Linked DNA regions of Mus musculus: all the other regions are linked to region 2. The links are chromatin contacts, called in public HiChIP or PLAC-seq and promoter capture Hi-C maps. All regions are on one chromosome and are shown on one strand. The core of a region is the stretch at or near the end of the contact, and the rest is flanking DNA. Distances in the headings are between cores, read along the strand shown.

The links. HiChIP or PLAC-seq counts read pairs in DNA pulled down with a chosen protein or histone mark. Capture Hi-C pulls out chosen DNA fragments and counts their contacts.
Region 1: a contact with region 2 is called in an H3K4me3 HiChIP or PLAC-seq map of forebrain, with 7 times the contacts expected there. The contact joins the enhancer-like site here to the promoter of Ccdc96 in region 2. A contact is called at or near these places in 5 of 39 promoter capture datasets (the 3T3-L1 cell line, embryonic stem cells, neural stem cells and 1 more), 1 of 484 Hi-C or Micro-C datasets (cortical neurons), 15 of 115 datasets of contacts at active chromatin or transcription factors (SST interneurons, astrocytes, craniofacial prominence and 11 more) and 1 of 9 other capture datasets (embryonic stem cells).
Region 3: a contact with region 2 is called in an H3K4me3 HiChIP or PLAC-seq map of neural tube, with 3 times the contacts expected there. The contact joins the enhancer-like site here to the promoter of Ccdc96 in region 2. A contact is called at or near these places in 1 of 39 promoter capture datasets (neural stem cells), 1 of 15 datasets of contacts at CTCF or cohesin (the NIH/3T3 cell line), 8 of 484 Hi-C or Micro-C datasets (the G1E-ER4 cell line, bone marrow-derived macrophages, embryonic stem cells and 4 more), 14 of 115 datasets of contacts at active chromatin or transcription factors (bone marrow-derived macrophages, craniofacial prominence, embryonic basal ganglia and 7 more) and 3 of 9 other capture datasets (adipose tissue, liver and pancreatic islet).
Region 4: a contact with region 2 is called in an H3K4me3 HiChIP or PLAC-seq map of embryonic stem cells, with 11 read pairs. The contact joins the promoter of Ppp2r2c here to the promoter of Ccdc96 in region 2. A contact is called at or near these places in 1 of 39 promoter capture datasets (cranial neural crest) and 1 of 115 datasets of contacts at active chromatin or transcription factors (embryonic stem cells).
Region 5: a contact with region 2 is called in an H3K4me3 HiChIP or PLAC-seq map of embryonic basal ganglia, with 4 times the contacts expected there. The contact joins the enhancer-like site here to the promoter of Ccdc96 in region 2. A contact is called at or near these places in 4 of 39 promoter capture datasets (the 3T3-L1 cell line, hippocampal neurons, neural stem cells and 1 more), 3 of 484 Hi-C or Micro-C datasets (MC3T3-E1-derived osteoblasts, embryonic fibroblasts and uterus) and 20 of 115 datasets of contacts at active chromatin or transcription factors (the SCID.adh cell line, VIP interneurons, craniofacial prominence and 14 more).
Region 6: a promoter capture Hi-C map of adipose tissue shows a contact between it and region 2, with 3 times the contacts expected there. The contact joins the promoter of Mrfap1 here to the promoter of Ccdc96 in region 2. A contact is called at or near these places in 8 of 39 promoter capture datasets (the C10 cell line, the SN4741 cell line, embryonic stem cells and 5 more), 1 of 15 datasets of contacts at CTCF or cohesin (the NIH/3T3 cell line), 11 of 484 Hi-C or Micro-C datasets (CD4 T cells, bone marrow-derived macrophages, cerebral cortex and 8 more), 14 of 115 datasets of contacts at active chromatin or transcription factors (the SCID.adh cell line, astrocytes, bone marrow-derived macrophages and 9 more) and 2 of 9 other capture datasets (adipose tissue and liver).

Annotation. Positions count from the first base shown.
Region 1 is chr5:36,005,932-36,008,865 of GRCm38.p6, reverse strand. No RefSeq gene overlaps it. Among named protein-coding and RNA genes, the nearest start is that of Gm52811, 78 kb to the left of the region's middle. Within about 2 kb of position 1,610, at least 35 of the 459 cell types and tissues checked have an H3K27ac peak or open chromatin away from gene starts, as enhancers often do. A contact at or near this core is called in neural stem cells, where this site is marked.
Region 2 is chr5:36,482,976-36,485,946 of GRCm38.p6, reverse strand. It overlaps Ccdc96 (coiled-coil domain containing 96), which reads right to left and starts at 1,359. Exons shown (of 1, transcript NM_025725.3): 1 at 1-1,359. The coding sequence starts at 1,295. Tada2b (transcriptional adaptor 2B) reads left to right here and starts at 1,662. Exons shown (of 2, transcript NM_001170454.1): 1 at 1,662-2,159. The coding sequence starts at 1,890.
Region 3 is chr5:36,766,224-36,769,136 of GRCm38.p6, reverse strand. It overlaps the pseudogene Gm40318. Among named protein-coding and RNA genes, the nearest start is that of Bloc1s4, 19 kb to the right of the region's middle. Within about 2 kb of position 1,621, at least 83 of the 459 cell types and tissues checked have an H3K27ac peak or open chromatin away from gene starts, as enhancers often do. A contact at or near this core is called in embryonic basal ganglia, neural tube and pancreatic islet, where this site is marked.
Region 4 is chr5:36,867,251-36,870,224 of GRCm38.p6, reverse strand. Ppp2r2c (protein phosphatase 2, regulatory subunit B, gamma) reads right to left here and starts at 1,715. Exons shown (of 9, transcript NM_172994.3): 1 at 1,335-1,715. The coding sequence starts at 1,404. Gm52812 (a long non-coding RNA gene) reads left to right here and starts at 2,372. Exons shown (of 2, transcript XR_003955898.1): 1 at 2,372-2,621.
Region 5 is chr5:36,039,721-36,042,759 of GRCm38.p6, reverse strand. Sorcs2 (sortilin-related VPS10 domain containing receptor 2) reads left to right here. Exons shown (of 27, transcript NM_030889.2): 14 at 561-668. Among named protein-coding and RNA genes, the nearest start is that of Gm52811, 44 kb to the left of the region's middle. Within about 2 kb of position 1,624, at least 59 of the 459 cell types and tissues checked have an H3K27ac peak or open chromatin away from gene starts, as enhancers often do. A contact at or near this core is called in VIP interneurons, embryonic basal ganglia, embryonic brain and 4 more, where this site is marked.
Region 6 is chr5:36,795,023-36,798,102 of GRCm38.p6, reverse strand. It overlaps Mrfap1 (Morf4 family associated protein 1), which reads left to right and starts at 1,349. Exons shown (of 2, transcript NM_026242.3): 1 at 1,349-1,900; 2 at 2,159-3,080. The coding sequence starts at 1,510. The coding sequence ends at 1,887.

The DNA of each region.
Region 1 (2,934 bases), core at 361-2,860, 480 kb after region 2:
CTGCACACCCCTGGGCCACTCAGCCTCTCACAGCTCCTCCAGCTCTCACACCTTGCTGTCATAGTCAGGGTTTGTATCTGCACAAGACATCATGACCAAGAAGCAAGTTGGGGAGGAAAGGTTACACTTCCACATTGCTGTTCATCACCAAAGGAAGTCAGGAGAGGAACTCACACTGGGCAGGAAGCAGAAGCTGATGCAGAGGCCATGGAGAGATGCTACTTACTGGCTTGCTTCCCCTGGCTTGCTCAGCCTGTTCTCTTATAGAACCCAGGACTACCAGCCCAGGGATGGCACCACCTACAATGGGCCTCCCAACCTTGCTCACTAATTGAGAAAATGCCTTACTGCTGGATCTCATGGAGGCATTTCCTCAAGTGAAGCTCCTTTCTCTTTGATAACTCCAGCTTGGGTCAGGTTGACACACAAAACCAGCCAGTACACTTGCCTGGGCCCTTGCAGCTCTAGCCTAGGTGCCCAGGGCTCAGGTGCCACAGGGCTTCCTACCCATTTCTAACTGTGCTCCCAGGTCTTAGACGAGGCCTGGTAACTTACTGAGGGACAGGGTTCACAGGGAAGGGAGATTCTGTGTGGGGGCATCTGTAGGCACTCAGTACCTATACCACCATGCAGACCTGTACCACCATGCTCCTTCTGTGAGAGCTGTGAGATGCTCATCTCCACAGAGAGGCATCCATGATTGCTCTGCCTCATATCAGGATCACTAATCATGGAGGTTCCTCAGGGACAGCAGCCACGTGTGGTTATGTTCAGTGGAACTTGGTGGTGATGTTCCCTCGTCTATCACAGGTATCCCAGGCTCAGCATGCCTATGGCAGTTGGCCCAGGCCAGGACTTTCTGGCTTGCCACTGGGCTAATGGCCGCATTGGCAGCCTGCAGCTGGTGTCACTGTGGCCCACACGTTCAGCTCTGCTAATGACTTGCCCAGATTTTGGCAGTATTGGGCTCAGGAGGCAGTATTGAGCTGTGCCTGCCAGCATGACAATGACCGGGGCAATGACAAATCAGCCATAATGACAGCGTCAGTCTTGGCTGCGCATCAACTCCAGCACATGGCGCACCTCACAGCTCACAGGACAGTTCTGGCAGTGGCCCTGAAGCAGATGTGCAAGCCATTCCACGGTGGAGCGAGACCCTTAGCCACGGTGCCAGCCAGATCTAAGAATGCTCAGACCACCCATGACCACAGCGGGTGACTGGCATGGTCACAGCAGGGACCAGCATGGGAAACAAGTCCTCACGTCATAGTAAGAGCACCAGAGACTCCGAGTAGTGAAGGTGACGCAGTTAATTTTATGACCTTACAGAGTTGTGGGTCAGCCTAGAGAAAGGGCTAGAGTGGCTGGTGCACAGATTTAGTGAAAAAAAAAAAATGGTAGTCTTTATGTTTCTCATCACAGTTCCCTGCCCCTGTGAATGCATTAGCCGAGTTCTTCAGAGAGGTACAAACTTCAGTGATCTAACATAATCCCTACCCCAAACTCCCAATCCTCCTGAATCCCACGATTCCCTTGTTTCTGCTCCATCCCATAGCTGCCTGTGACTTTCCAACCTTGGATAAACTGAGAGCAGAGCCAGGCAAGCAGGCACCAGCTGGGAGCTAAGGAGGACAGCGCCCAGCGCCTCCTGTTCCTGCAGCTGCCTCCTGGGCTCTGGGCTCTAGATATGCCTCAATCTTAAAGTGGACCAGGAGGAGTTGGTCCTTACATTGGTGGGACCAGGGGAGGTAAGAGATGAGAAGGGAGAGAGAGCCCTGGGCAAGAACTAGATCAGGTGAGGGACATGGTCCCATAGGCCCTCAGGTCAAGATGGGAAACTAGGAAAGGAGCCAGGACCTTGTGGCTGCAGTGAGAGTGTGCTCTGAAGACAAAACCACTGGGACTCACTTCTGGCTGAAGAAAAATGTCACTGAGTGCCTAGTTTGGGGCCTGTCAGGGTGCTGAGTAAGAGACAGGCACGGTCAAGCTCAAGAGAACAGACAGTGTGGAAGTGGAGTATAAAATGCTGGAGCCCCACCAGTGCCTAATGGGCCCATGTGCTGCTCCTGGGGAGAGGGGTAGGCTGGGACAGGACAGCAGCCAGCTTACGAGTGAGTCACACCACAGTGAGGCCACGGAGATCAAGTGTGGTGGAGCCCAGAGCAGAAGGTACCCATCTGCAGGACAGGGCAACACAGGCAGATGTGCTGGGCCCATTCCCAGGACAGGGCAACGCAGCCAGATGTGCTGGGCACGCTGTATTCTTAGGAAAGTCAGAAGTGAGGTGGGGATACTGAGGAAGCAGAAGACAGGAAATTATCTGGGGAAGAGAGAAAAATGGCCATGGGGGTGGGGCAAGCAGGAAAGTCGGCAAAGGGAGGAGGGCCTCTACAGATTTGGATCACAGAACCGAGTGGAGACCACCCTAACTATGGTGTTCTGAGCTGACAGAGTGGTGTATGTGTGTCCTCAGGCTACTGAAAGGCTGCAGCACCTCCAGACTCCATGCCTTCTTCCCGTGAGGTCTAGAGGGTTTGATCAGATCACGTGGCCAGCACAGGAAGCCCTTTGGTGTGTTTTGGTGCCTTCTGCTCCGCCTGTCAGCTATAAAGCAGGAGTACTGCCTCCAAATATAGACATAAGAGACAAGATGGCCAGCGCACCCGTAGACAAGAACTACCAAGGGTCCCCGCATCTGGTACAAGAGACAACCAGAGATGTTGTCATGGTACAGTGTGCCTGGACCATGCAGGGTCAGCAGCAAGCATCGGGTGGAGTGGTCCAACCTTAGTTCTAGGATGCAGGCAGTGGGCTATGATAATGAATTGCAGTTTTCCAGGCTGTGTGAGTTCTTTGCCCTCCCTGTGTGTCAGCAGTCCTTGTCCCACCCTAGCCATGTATCTCAGGTGGACATACCTGCAACCAATTGTGCAC
Region 2 (2,971 bases), core at 110-2,609:
AGCCCCTCAGCCAAGTCCTCCTGGGCCTTCATCCTGGTTTCAAAGTGTACCAGGCTCTGCTTCAGCTGCACGTTCTCGAGACGCACGGCGCTCATCTCCTTCTCCTTCTTATCCTCCAGGGCCTGAAGCTGTTCCACCTCTCTCAGGGCAGCCTGGCGCCCACCACGCGTGCGGCAACTGCCCATGACCTGCATCACCACCTGCTTCTTGAGGGCCTGGAAGCGCCGCCACTCTTTCTCCACCCTGGTCTGCTTCTCTTGGCACTGCTGCTTCAGCTCCCGTACCTCCTGACGGTACCACTCTAAGTCGTCTGCCTCTTGTTTCTTCAGTTCCTCCAGCATGGCCAGATAGCGCAAGTATGCTTGCTCTTTCTCGGGAGATTCGGGTTCAGCGCTCTTGTCCCCAGGTTCCGCCGCTGCTTCCAGCCCCTTCTTGCGTAGGGTCTCGTGAATCTTCTGCTGTAGGTACATGTTGTAGCGCTGATAACGGTTCCGCTCCACTAGCAGGGAGTGGTACTGTTCCACCAGCTCGCCGCGCAGTTGCTGCTCTTGCAGCTTCTGCATGTCCGCTGTCCACTCAAACTCTTCAGTGGACGCCCCTTTTTGTTTCTCCTCTTCCTTGGCCTCTCCAGGGTGAAGTTGCTCTTCTGTGCTTTTGTGTCGTTCTCGATCTGTCCCCTCGATCTCTTCACTGTCTCTCTTCTTCAGTGACTCCCTTGCTTTCTCTTTCGCAGCTTGTGGGCCTGGGGCAGCCCCCTCCTCAACAATTGTGGTCAGCGGTAGAGATGGCCGGAACCGTGACTCCTTCCTCTTCTCCCTCTTCCCCTTGCCCTTCGGCTTCTCTGGCCTGTCCCGTTCCTCTCCCTCATCCTCATCCTCATCCTCATCCTCGTCCTCGTCCTCGTCCTCATCCTCGTCCTCATCCTCGTCTTCGTCTTTGTCCTCTGGTTCCTTGGACTCCGGCTTGGTCTTGGGCTGGGTCTGTGGCAGACTCTCTGGCTCTCGGGACACGGCCTCGCCCGCGGTCTCAGCGGCCCCCGGACTTTCCGGGACCTCAACATGCGCGTAATCGATCCCCTCCGAATCCTTCGCTTTTGAGCTGTCCGACACCGGCTGGGTCTCGCTCTCAGGCTCCCGCCCTTGCGTCGGCTCCGGCTCTGGCTTCGGCTCTGGCTCCTGCTCTACAGGGTTGGCCGGAGTCAGAGGTTCGGAGCTAACCTTGATCTCGAGCGACTGCCTGGCCAGGCCTTCCTCGGCTCGGTCTTTGCCCTCGATGTCCCCGTAGTGGCTGTCCATTTTCGACCCGCCGGCCCCGCTCTGAGGCCGGCTGATGCCTGCTGTTAGGTTTCCCGGGGCAACCAGGGCGCGCGGTGGGCCCCGCGATTGGTCACCCGCCTTCCATTTCTCTCCACCTCCCGGCAATATTAGGCCAATGAAGATCTGCGAACAGGTGAAGGGAGGCGCTAATTGGACGCTGGTTCCCGAGAGGCGTGGCCCGCACGGCCTACTTCCGGTCCGCGCCCCGCCGGCTGACAGGCTTAGGGCGGGGCCTCGCGGCTCCTCCAGTCCATGAGGCCGCGGGAGGCGCCGGCGCGCAGGCGCAGAGCAAAGACTCGGCTGTCCGCGAGAGGGCGCGCGGGGGGCGCCTGCGCGATGCGGCGGGGAGACAGCGGCTGCGGCGGCGGCGGCCGGGCCGGGCCGGAGGGCGCCTGCGTGCTGAGGCGGGACGCGGCCCGCCTGGCCGGCTCCGGCGGCGCCTGGGCGGGGGCGGCCGTGGCAGCGGCCGGCAGCGGCACGGGCGCGGCGGGCGCAGCGAGCCCGGCAGGCGGCGGGGCGCTGACGGCCGGGGGCGCGGCGGCTGCGGGCCGGGCGGCGGGCGAGCGGGGGAAGATGGCGGAGCTGGGTAAGAAGTACTGCGTGTACTGCTTGGCCGAGGTGAGCCCGCTGCGCTTCCGCTGCACAGAGTGCCAGGACATCGAGCTGTGCCCCGAGTGCTTCTCGGCCGGCGCGGAGATCGGCCACCACCGCCGCTACCACGGCTACCAGCTGGTAGACGGCGGACGATTCACACTCTGGGGTCCTGAGGCGGAGGGCGGCTGGACCAGCCGCGAGGAGCAGCTGCTGCTGGACGCCATCGAGCAGTTCGGCTTCGGCAACTGGGTGAGCGGCGGGCTACGGCTAGAAGGGAGGGCATGGCTGGCTGGCTCGGTGTACGTTGCGGAGGGCCGCAGGTGGTCGGATGGTTGTGTCCGGAACGTGTTGGTCACCAGCGGTCACACAGCTGGTAGAGCAGGGCCTTGACCCATTGCCCCGACACGGAGCTGTCTGCCCTTCACACTCGTCCTCAAGAGGTGTGCATTGAACGCGGGTAGAGGGTAGGCCCTGTGCGTTGCCAGGCTTATCCTTGAGTCAGATGGCAGCAAGCTAGATCCCACTGTCCTTTGCTGAGTTCCCCTAGTACGGTTGTGTTCTCCTGGGCATAGTGGTGGGGAAGGCCAGAAGCCTGGGGCTGCCCGTCCCGCCTGCACTTAGTCTGCATTCAGGGCTTCGTGTGCTTTCTGTGGGTGTCAGCATGTGCCCTGTGCTAAGGTTCTCAATGAGTAGCAGTATCTTGTTTAAGTCTTAGTCTCCACAGCACCCAGGACATGGTGTGATGGGTGGACAGTAAAGAATGAACAAAGGCGTGTTCCTGAAGAGGCATGGATCCTGGGGTCTGCTTTCTAGCTGTCAGGTTTCTGTAGAGGTAGCTCACTGGTAGTAAGAGCCTTCATGTGTGCCAGCCAGATAGTGTGCTGGGCTCCTGGTTGTTCTCTGGCTGTCTCTAAGGAGCTCTCCTTTCTATTCCTCACCTATGTTAGGGATGAGATCTGGCTGCATTGTCACCATTGCCTCCAAGAATATGTCACATCTTCAAGCTTTCAGAGAAGCAGGGAGCTCGGCATGACCCTCTCCTGTCCAGACTCTTCCCTGGT
Region 3 (2,913 bases), core at 372-2,871, 280 kb before region 2:
GCTTACAACTCTCAGGTCACACTTCATCACGGAGGGAAGTCGGGGCAGGAACTGAAGCAAAGGCCATGGAAGAACACTGCTTACTCGATTGCTCCCTATGGATTGATCAGCCTGCTTTCTTATACACAGTAGAGCTACCAGCCCAAGGGAGGCAACAACCACAGTGGACTCTGCCTGGCCATGTCCATCATTAATTAAGAGAATGCTCTACAAGTTTGCTTACAAGCCAGTCTTATTGATGCATTTTCTCCATTGTGGCCCCCTCTTCTTATATAACTCGAGCTTGTGTCAAGCTGATGGAAAACTAGCCAGCACACCTATTGCATCCATAACAAGGCCAGCTTGTCCCTGCCTGGGTGTCCAGGTTGGTGGGAGACCTGATATCAGTTAAGAAAAAGCTTTCTGGTAAGGAACTGGGTGACGGATTGTTTTACGGGCTCTGTCCCAGCTTTGCAGCCTTGGGAAGTGTGTTCCTGTTGCTTACCGTCATTGGAAGGAACAGAGAAGAAAGGATACAGGGCTTGGCTCTGGGGAAACCATCTCAGGCAATCTAGCACTATATAGTGTGTGTGTGTGTGTGTGTGTGTGTGTGTGTGTGTGTGTGTGTGTGTGTGTATGTGTGTGTGTGTGTCTGTATATAGTGTCTCTGTGTGTGGCATGTCTCTCTCTCTCTCTCTCTCTCTCTCTCTCTCTCTCTCTCTCTGTGTGTGTGTGTGTGTGTGTGTGTCTGTATATAGTGTCTCTGTGTGTGGCATGTCTCTCTCTCTCTCTCTCTCTCTGTGTGTGTGTGTGTGTGTGTGTGTGTGTGTGTGTGTGTGAAGCCACACTTATACTAGAAGGGTATAAGTCTCCACCTAGCCAACATTCCCACCATCTGGAAGATGAGAAACAAGATATGTATCAAGGCAACCTGGGGCTGGACACTGCAGGAATGGTGGGATAACAGACACAGCAAAGGTTGGTTTTGAACTTTTACTCTCATATATCTGGGAGATTGTGTGTGTGTGTGTGTGTGTGTGTGTGTGTGTGTGTGTGTGTGTGTGTGTGAGAGAGAGAGAGAGAGAGAGAGAGAGAGAGAGAGAGAGAGAGAGAGAGAAAAGAGCTCATCAAACCCAGACCTGAGCCTGAAAGGTCATTCTATGGTGAAGCCAGCGTTTGAGAGTGCTGTGAGCTGGAGAGAAAGAAAGATCTCTTTCAGTGGCCAGAGCATGGTCTCAAACCAATGCCTTGGCTCCAGGGTGGTTGAGGATCACAGATAAGGGATAGGAATGAGGAGAAAGACAGGAAGGCTAATGGAGGTGTGAGGTGTTTATGCCCTGCCTGGGAGTCAGTGGAGATCTGTGAAAATCTCTGCCCTTGCTCTTTTGATTTCTTTAATGACCTAGATTTTTCAGTAGGTGTCTTTAGCCTGGAAGAGGAACAGAAAGAGACTGGTCAAGTCTAGGTCAAGCTAACCATGTATTACAGTTCTGGACATGTCTCAGTGACCAATGTGTCTACGTGCAGAGCTGACCAGGATCTGACCCAAAGGCTGAGAGGGGAAAGGTAGAGATGCTGACCTCTCTACCGCAGTCACCGCCGATGCCTGTGGCTGAGTGAAGAGTCAGCGCTGGAAGCAGAAGCAGAAGTAACCTAGGCAACAATTATCCTTGCATCAGAGAAGTGCCATCTGTCACAGACCCAGGGTGGGGGGGCGGGGCTTCACTGTGCTCTCCAGCTGCAAGATTGCCACAATCCCTTACTCCATCTAAGGGCCAGCGGAGCTGGGGGGCTGGTTTGGGGGCTTTCCTCTGTACAGAGGCCACAGTTCTTCTCGTCCAACTGCAGACTTTCTCTAACCTGTCCAAGAAGCAGAGTTACCAGGACACTGGCCTCTCACCTCTACTGCTCCCAGTTCTGCCCCAACTGCCTCAGGCTCCAGGAAAATGGCTCATCCTAGGGTTGGACCTTTCTTCTGACCCCCAGAACCCAGAACCCTGTCCCGTGAGTCTTCTAAGCCCTGCTACCCCGCTTCACCATGTGGAAGTGCTTCTTAGAGTCACCACTATGGTGAGCAGGACAGGGGCTACTGGGTGCAAATGGGCATGAGGTATAAACTGCCCCTCTGAGTCCCAGGCTGCTCTTTACCTGTTCCTTCAGACACTTCTCAAGCTGACCTAAATGCTAGCACCTTCTGACATAGTAGGGAGGTCCCTGATAAGATTCAAAGATGACTCCAAGGGGCCACATAGCACATAGCCCCTTCCAGGGGCAGACTGCAGAAAGGATCACAGCCATGCCTTCTATTGGATTTGATTGACCAAATGGTGAAGGACAGAGCTGCTGAGCATCTCACTCTGTATTAAAAAGGGCCATGGTGTCTCCACCTAGAGCAGTTAGTTGTCTTTGGCTAAAAAGAGCCAAAAAAGGACCTGAGAGGAAGGCAGGCCCACACCAGCATCATGACAGAGCTGGAGACAGCCGTTTGTCTAATCATCAAAGTCTTCAACAGGTATGCAGTCATCAAGGGCAGTGATTGGAGGCTGGGGTGGGGGTTGGGGGGTGGAGACACTAATAGAGAGGGAGCTGCCAGGTCTCCTGAAGGTCAGGTCAGGCAGGCAGTAAGGTGACACTGTGGTAGTAGAAAGGACAAAGGTCAAATCCATCAGCTGTTACCCATAGTGGTGCTCGGGGGGGGGGGGGGGGGGGGGGGGGGAAGCACGTCCTGAAAGGTGTAAGCACAGTCAAGGATTGGCCCGATGAGCCCTATGGAGGGAACCCTGGAGCACTTGAGGTCAGAGGGCATGCTCAGAGGGATCCCATGAGCAAGGTGTTTGTTATCAGGGCTCTTTCCATGTAAGGCCAGAAGGGTGGGATTCCAACCTAAGGCAGCGTGGGATCCAGGGCAATCCTGAGGTTGGCTGCTAGACCTTC
Region 4 (2,974 bases), core at 466-2,965, 380 kb before region 2:
CAGGCTGTGAGCAGATAATCATCTTCACGAAGCGCGACCCTCCTCCGCATCACCTAGCGGGCGACAAAGGGCTGAGTTCTGCGCCAGGAGCCTCCCAAAGCCCCGTTAGGGCAGCGCCGCCACCCAGTCCGGGCCTGGCAGCCCTGCCCCCTCTCCCCGCACACCCCGCGGCAACGCGTGACTCAGCGGTTCTCCTCGGCGCGCGGAGCCCAGCTCTCAGCATCAGCATCCGCACGCCCGGGTCGCACACCTAGCCTCTGCCTCCGGGGTCCGCGCGCCCGCCGGGAGTCGCCGCGCCCGCCTCATTTCCGGCGGAGCTCGGCACTGGGGAGGCCATGCCCACGCAGGATCCTTGGAGCAGGCACCCACGCGCGCCAGCCCCCGGGACTCAGCGCCAGGGCCCCTCCCACCGGGTCAGCCACCTGCTTAAACCATGGACACCCTCCCAACTAGGCCCACAGCCCCGGGAAAGAGGCGCCTACGCTGCCCGGGAAGCTCACCAGCACCCGTGTGCAGGCGGGCTACTGTGGCTAGGTCTGGTACTCCCTCACTGCAGCCTATTCACTTCTGCGGCCCCTGGCTGAGCTCTGGAGCTGTCCCCACCGTTCCTGTGGCCAGTCAGGGCCTGGGGACTCCGGAAGTTACCGTCACATTAGCAAAGGACACTGATCCTCTGAATCCCACCAGCCTTTGGTGGGGGCTGACGCACAGGGCCAACTTAGGGGGTTTTAAACGCAGAACCTGTTTGAGGTAGGATGCCCCACTTTTCCGGAAAACCATGAAGGTCTGGCCCAGCTCCTGTCTGAGTAGCACTACCTAGGAATAAAACAGTAGCTCCTACGAGCCTCCTTCCCCCTCCCACGCAGGGGAACTGCCTCAGGAGGCCAGGGAGGTGCCAGGGCAGCTGAACCCTAGAGGATCTGGCAATGGAATTTTTCCCTCCTGGGTCCCTCTCCAGGGAGTGGGCAATCTAGAAATTTCTGCGAGCTTTGGCCCCGCTGAAAGGGCAAATGAAGGATTTTTAAGCCTTTCCAGGTCCTGGAGATTTCCACGCCAGATCTGCTGCAGCCTTGGGCTTTGTAAATGATAGTCAGGGCCCGATCCAATGCCACCCGGCGGGGGAAGGACAGATGCGGTCCCGAGGGCAGCACGGAGGAGGGCGCTGGGCAGCGGCCGAAGCCCCCGGGTTCCCTCCCTCCCGGCCCGGGGTCGGGGTGGGGGTGGGGGGGGACACGACACACAGCGCGCGGTCCAAACCTTCGGAGGGCATTCGGTGCGACGGCATCCCCACGCCGCGGCCGGCCGGAGGGGGTCTCAGACAACACGTACGTTACCTTCTGTCACATAGCTGTGGTCCCGCAGGAAGCTGTGGTTAATTTTCCGCGTGTCCGTGTCCTCGCCCATTGAAGGCCGCGCCCGGTGCCCTGGGCATGCCCCGCCGCCGCACACCGATGCAATCCACAGAGGTCGCGCCGGGCGCGCGGGCCATGCCGCCGCAGCCTAGCAGGGTCTCGGGCCGCCGGGGCCCGGGAGGGCGGGCATCGCGGTCGGGTGGTCGGGGATGGGCGGGCGGGCGCCGCGCTCAGGCGAGCGTAAGGCGGGCAGGCGGCGGCCGCAGCGTGGGGCGGGCCGGGGCTCGGGCGCGCATCCCGGCCGCTCCGTTCGCGCTGCGTCCGGGCGCCTGGCGGTGGCGGCGGCGAGGGGACGCGCGCGGCGCTGAGCCGGGCTGCGCCGTGGCGGGGCCGTGTCGCAGGCCCCTCCCTCCGCTGCACGCCTCTCCGCCCCCGGCCGTGCAGCCACCGCGCAGGTGGAGCTGATGAGCCGAGCCCCGCCACAGCGGTCACCTCCGGAACCAGGGACACCTATCTAGAGTTGAGGCCACCTTGGTGGCCAGGTGTTGCAATAAGGGACAAGGCGGTTGGAGGAGAGACTTAGGGGTGTCGGGAGCGCGAGGATATCGCGGCCCTTTATTAAGGAAAAGACGGGGTTTTTCTGACAATTGCGGGGGCAGAGGGAGGGCGCCCCACCCAGAACGCCTTTGGGGACAGAAGGTCAGCACCCCATAAGGCAGAGCTGGATAATTCGTCTGGGGGTGAGTTACCCTCTGTCCTGTCCACGTTTCTATTCAGGCACCTGTATGGGAGCACAGAGGCTGTTTGGCTGTGTTTGCTCCTTAGAGCCTCTCTGCCAAGGAAGGGCTTCCTCCCTGCCTCTCATCTTCCTCCCTTCTAGTTCTCCTTTCTTCCTCTCCCTTTTCCTCTTCCTTCCCTCCCTCACCTTTCAGTACTTCCTTGCTCCCCCTCCCTTTTCTTCCTTTTCAGTACATATCTCCTTGCTTCCTTCTTCTGTTCCTCCCCCTTTTCCTCCCTTCCTCCCATACTCATCCAGGTACTTCCAGCATCCCACATGAGCCAGGCAGAGGGAGGCGGGGCAGCTGCAGCGGGAGCGGGGTGTGCTCACCTCTTTAACCAAGCAGCCACCCCCTTCTACTGACTCCTACCTTGAGGAGTTTGGAGCATGGGCCTTGGGAGTGTTGATCCTCCACCTTCCTGGGTTCTCAGAACGTTCTGCAGCGACAGGAGTGCAGCTTCAGCCTCCTTTGGGAGAGGCTAGGCAATGAGGTAAGCAGGGAGAGTAGCCCAGAATTCAAGGCGTTAGGCACAGCTTGGGGAGAGGGGGTACCGAGGCTGCTCCCACTTCAGAGCTAGCCTTGGGGGCCCCAGGCACCTCCCCAGTACAGTCCAGAGGATGTTGGAAGGGAGAGGGTGGGTTAAAGGGACTCTGGTTTCCTGCTGGAGAATGAGGGCTTCCAGAGCTAGGGCTGATTCCACAGAAAGGCCTACTGAGGACTGCAAGGAGTAGCAAGTAACCCCAGAGTCCTGCAGGGAGTCTGGGGAGGGAGCAGAGGAAGGCTAAACCCCCTGAGATCTGGAGCTTGCCCCAGCCTGGACTTCTCTATCACGGAGCAGGCCAC
Region 5 (3,039 bases), core at 375-2,874, 440 kb after region 2:
AGGAAGGAAGGGAAGGAAAGAAAGAAAGAAAGAAAGAAAGAAAGAAAGAAAGAAAGAGAGAGAGAGAGAGAGAGAGAGAGAGAGAGAGAAAGAAAGAGAAGAGAAGAGAAGAGAAGAGAAGAGAAGAGAAGAGAAGAGAAAAGAAAAGAAAAGAAAAGAAAAGAAAAGAAAAGAAAAGAAAAGAAAAGAAAAGAAAAGATAGCTGTGTGTCCTGGGAGGTAATATCTCTGTAATATTAACATGTCACTGACAGAGGAACCCTGAGCTGTGATCAAGCCTTGCATGCTATTCCTGGATGTTTCTAAGGCTCGGCTGTCCCTGCTATTCATGGGGCACAGTGCCTATGTGGTACCAGTCCTTCTCATTGCTGATTAGTCAAGGATGCCATGTGGCTGGCAGGTGGTCTTACCGGAGAGAGGGGGGATGTGGTCTAGCTGTGGCCTAGGTGTTGAGCTGTCCCAGAACTGGTCTCTGGTGGATAGGAGTCAGGCATGGGAGGTAGAACATCTTAGAAAGGAGTAAGACCATGCCGCTCTGTGGACACTGGTGGCCTTTAACAGGTTCAGCGTGGATGAGGGCCACACGTGGAGCACACACAACTTCACCAGCACCTCAGTGTTCGTGGATGGGTTGCTGAGCGAGCCAGGGGATGAGACGCTGGTCATGACGTGAGTGTGGAAGGGGACGTGGGTGAAACAGGCACATCTGATGTGAGGAAGACCACAGCACTGCCCACAGCACTGGGTGGGGGGGTGGGGTCAGAGCCACTCCCAGGAGGTGACCTCATACTGGGCCTCTGCTTCCTGCTACTAGGCCAGTGGCTCCTCCTCTCACCCTGGCTAGCAGGCACATCTGCTGCCTGCACTGGCCAGTGACAGCCAGGAAAAAAGCTGGGGAGGTGATGTAGCCTGCATGCCTCTCCCCACTCAGGGCCCCAGGGAGCATTCATAGAGTCCCATGAAGTGTCCAGAGAGCCCCATGGAGCATCCGTGACCCCTACAGAACCCCACAGAGCATCCCAGTACCTCCATGGAGTGACCACAGCCCCCTGGAATCCATACAGAATGTCCATGACCCCCCCCCCAGAAGCAGATGTAGTTCCTTCCACAGTCAGGCTGCAGTGAGAAAGCCCACTGTGGTGATGACCTCTCATCCTCCTTTCTGGGTGGCTAGCAGAAAGCCAGGGCAAGTCCTACTACAGGACACAAGTAGTATGTGTATCCCAGAAGAGCTGAGCACCAGGCATGGAAGGCTGAGATAGTCCCAGTCACCCTCTATTTAGCAGCTTGGGAGGCAAGCAGGTTGTTCTTGGTCAGGTGCTCCATGATGCTGTGGCCTTCAATGACCCTGCAGGGGATAGGGGTGGGGGCTCATGCTTCCCCAGTCTGTGTGAACTGTCTGTGTGAAGGCTGTGGTGTGGGACAGCAGGGGAGGTCAGGGCTATGGTGCTTGGTATTTGTCAAGAAAAGCAGGTGAGGAAGTCTGGGCTGGGGCAGACTCAACCTGGTTCCTTGGCCTCTTTACAAGGAGGCTGAACAGTTTGCTGGACTAAACCTGCAAAGCAAGGGCTAGCAACAAAGGCGACAGCCCTCACAGGGCTCTCAGAGCTCCAGCAAGCTGGCAGGGTTCCCAGCCTCCGCTTTCCCCAGCCCGGCCCCACCACAGGGCCATCTCTGCCCTGAGCACATCCCCTCCCCTCCTCCACCTCACTTCATCTTGTAGTCTGCATTTTGTGGCTGCTTTGGGACATTCGTGCTTTGTGCAGCCAAGGTCCTCAGATCCGGGTCTGGTCCCAAATGCAGCTTTCATCCCTGCAGCCGGCATTCATCTGGAGAAAGCTGCAAAGTTCACAGGCAGGCGCGTTCATGTTTTAAGTTTTTAAACAGCGCCACAAGGTTCCTACGAAGCCTTTCACAAGGCTGCATCTTCAAACAGCTTCCAATTTCAGTGGGCATGGAGATCATTCACGTGACACAGGCTGGCAGAATGAAAAACTTTTCTGTCTGAGCTTAGGACAGAGCCCCACCCTTATGGAACCTTTATCTTCATCCACCCAGAGGTCACATCTAAGCTGCCCAGTTACCTTGTCAGGACATTGTTCCCAGCACTGCCCACAGCACAGCACAGGACAGAGGGTCCCAGCCTTGGGCTGTACTATGAGGGCTTTCAGCCTAGCAGGGCTACAGGCCATCCCTAGGGCGGAGCCAGTAATACATTCTACAGCATGGCCCACATTTCCTGCTCTCTGCCAAGTAGTCAGTGGCCCTTTGGCCTATCCTGCTAGAACCGTTCAACTAGATAAGAGATGCCCACAGTAGGAACTAAGGTTTCTTTACAGACAGGAACTGGCATACAGAGATGGGATTAGCTGGACCAACTTGCTTCTCTGCTTGAGCTCAGAATGTAGAGTATGGGACATTCCCATACAGGAGATGCTCGGCTATCACACTCAGGCTAATTGGCCATGGTGAAGGCCAAGCCTCACAATTGTGAGCTGCCAACCCATGTATCACCCTGGGTGGGGCCCTTCCTTAGTCTTGTTCCCCTCTGAAATCTGGGGCGATCAGCATACATTCCTCACAGGATACGGTGAGCCCTAAGGAGATGGACAGAAATGTGGGAACCCCTCTCTCTAGCTGCCTGTCAAGGTGACAATGAGCTCTGACAAGAGGAACACCCATCTGAACAGCAGGTTTTCCGAGACAAGGCCACCCATGGTCTGCAGGACAGTTGGATGGGAGGAGCCAAAGCCAGTGTGCAACGCTGGTCTCAGACCAAGCTGAGCACGCCTAGCCTCCATGCATCATGGTGCTTCCTGTGCGGCTGGCCGCCCTCTGTCCCTTTCTCTGCTCAGTGGGATGCATTGCGCTGTCTGTCATGGGACCCTTTCATTCACTGTCCAAGCCTTACAGTGACTTATCTCTCTGGAGTGCCAGCCCTGCCTGGAACCAATCCCATGGTAGGCAGAGGCAGGCTGGCAGAAAGGCAAGGAGACATCAGATAATACGAGACTTGGCTCCTGCTCACCCAAAGCAAGTG
Region 6 (3,080 bases), core at 100-2,599, 310 kb before region 2:
ACTCAGAGGGAATCACTAATGGGTACAATCCATGTGCAGGGTTTTGGGTGGATTCATGGGTTCAACTAATTTGCTGGGTTGTACAGTAGAAGCTGTCTTAGCCATAGAGATCACATTCCCACCAATTAAGACGGGAGGGAGGGGCAGAGTGAGAGGGTGAGGGAGGGGAAGGGAGAGTAGTAGCGAGAGGGAGAGAAAGAAGAGAATTTCCTGGGATCAATGTATACCAGCCTTTCCCCATGTCAGGGTTCTGCAGTCTAAGTATCCTGATGCAGTGTGCAACAGTATCCCATTGTCCTCTGAACCATTTGCTTATTCATGTTCTTACCCTGGATTATTTTTAAACAAAAGCCACTGAGTGTAGAGTCCAATTAAAGATATGCACTTTATATATGCCTATGGTTGGTTTTTGCAAAATGGTTTCACGACTTGTGGTTAGAAAACCAGTGAGATACATAGTTTAGATTCCTGAGAAAGTACTGTCTGATCGTAGACTAAGAATTCGGCATCTCCCCTTAAAGTTCAGTGTTGGTTGAGTAACAGTTACGCAAATGTAGTCGTCTGAGCCAACTTCTGTCCTTTCCACAGCAAGTGATCACCAACTGAATGTGACCTGGGGCCTCAGAAAGCATCAGACAATAGTTTCACCTTAGGAAGCCAGGAGCTCTGTCAGGTAAAAACACACCCAGCCACTCCGTCAATCAAGATATGATAATTCACTTAAACTAACCAAAGGGGCGGAGCTATGAGCAGGATGACTGTCCACACATGGCTTTCCAAGATTCCTCTTTCCCCAGTTTCGAAAAACTGTTTTTGTTGTTGTTGTTGTTGTTTGTTTGGTGGTTTTGATTTGTTTTGAAACAGGGTCTATGTACTGAACTCACTATGTACACCAGGATGACCTCAAACTCAAGGATCGGTCTGCCTGCCGCCTCTACCTCCCAGGTGCTGGAATTAAAGGCGGGCTCTTTTTCTTTTTTAAAAGTAAACTTGTCGGGTGCGGTGGCTCACACCTGCGACACGGGAAGCTACGGCAAGAGGACTGCCTAGAGTTCAAGATCAGTTTAAGCCAAATAATTGAGTTCCAGGCCAGCCTTGGCTACAGCGTGAGGTCCTGTTTCAAAAAGTAAATAAATAAAATCGGAATAAGATACAGGAAGGGACGAACTTCGCATCACCCAGAGCAGCTGCAAAAGCTGCGAAAGGGAGGCCGACCTAATGTCAGCGCGCGGCCGCAGAGGCGCTCGCCCCGCCCCTTCGTGGACGCGAGCGCGCCCGCCCCTTTCAGCGCGGCCGTAAAGAGGGGGCGCGGAGGTGTCGTGAAAGGGGTCGCAAAGCGCCGAGCGCTGGTTGACGGTTGAGACTCCATTTTGTTCGTCGCTCGCCCGCTCGGCAGTCACTCGTCTCCGTGGCTTCTCCGAGGCGGAAAGTTGGACCGGCGGCGGAAGTTTTGAGGACTCGGCCCGAGCTCCGTCCGTGAGGGTCGTGCAGACGAGCAGAGCAGCGGCGATGCGGCCCCTGGACGCGGTGGAGCTGGCGGAGCCCGAGGAGGTGGAGGTGCTGGAGCCCGAGGAGGACTTCGAGCAGTTTCTGCTGCCCGTCATCCACGAGATGCGCGAGGACATCGCGTCGCTGACGCGCGAGCGCGGGCGCGCGCCGGCGCGCAACCGGGGCAAGCTGTGGGAGATGGACAATATGCTGATCCAGATCAAGACGCAGGTCGAGGCCTCCGAGGAGAGCGCCCTCAACCACCTGCAGGGTGCCGGCGGCGCCGAGCCCCGCGGCCCCCGGGCGGAGAAGGCCGACGAGAAGGCGCAGGAGATGGCGAAGATGGCCGAGATGCTGGTGCAGCTCGTGCGGCGGATAGAGAAGAGCGAGTCTTCGTGAGGAGCCGGCCGCGGTAAGGGCGGGAGCCTGGCGGGGCGTGGGCGACGGTGGGGGAGGAGGCTGGCTTGTCGCCTCGGGAGTAAACTAGGCCCCCCCTGGGGAAGGAGTAATAGCAAATCGTCGGCGGGGAGACCGTGGAAGTTTCCAGATGGTGCTGGAGAGCATGGGGCCCTAAGTGAGACAGCGTCCAGAAGGGGGCCGGGTATTTGCTTTGCTGTCCGGACAGCGTGATTAACCTCTCGGTGATGAATCTCTCCCGCCCGTGCCTTAGGTTTCCAGCCAATGGATTCTGGTTGAGTGATGGCGATTGGCTGACATGACACCCTGGAGAAGCTGAAACCAGAGAGCCTTTTGTTTTCCTTTTTTTTTTTTTTTATCTCCTTCTTATTTTTTTTTCTTTTCCCCTCTGTCTTCCCTCTGTTTCTCACTGACACTACGTTTCTGCTATGGTCTGCGGTTGACGACCTCGATATGAGTTTTTGATTATTCGGTGGTTCCTTTTTTTTGTTTGTTTGGGGGAAATAACTTTGATTTGGAAAATGCGCTCACATACGGGAATTAGGGCCTAGATTGTAAGCCCTGTGGCAGTTGAATAACGTTCATTCCTGGCCTTTGGTTGTTGTTCCTAAATTTTGAGGTGCTTTGCTCTTTCTTGGGTGACCTGATAGCTCCCTGAACTTTGAATCTCTGTGACACTTGAGACTCAGAGTTGAAGCTCACCGCCTCTGAAAGTTCTGAAGGAGCTGTGTTAATTCTCGAAGACTCCATGCAGCAATGGCAGAAGAGACCAGACTTCATCCGGGACAGTGGATGGGCCTTACATGGCTAGGACTGATGACCTGGGAGAAGGGTCGGAGGATAGTATTGTTTCTATTGGGGGACTTTAATTTCTGTGTGAGACCAAAGGAGGAGAGATGTATTTTGTGCAAAATTTAAATTTTATGTGCTACACTATCTATTGTAACCTGCCTGGTGAGTTTGTTGGGACAGCCTAACTCATTTCTAAAAGAAATGGAACCTCGGATGGGAGAAGAGGTCTTGTTAGTCTGTACAAGTTGGTATCCCCATATATTCGAGGAGATCCTGGCCATAAAATGAAAGATCCTTGCAATACCCTGTGTGGCCTAGGAAGGAAAACCTGCAATGGACCCAAAACTTAAAAGAAGAGGCGTCTTAAAGGTTCATATGTAGTC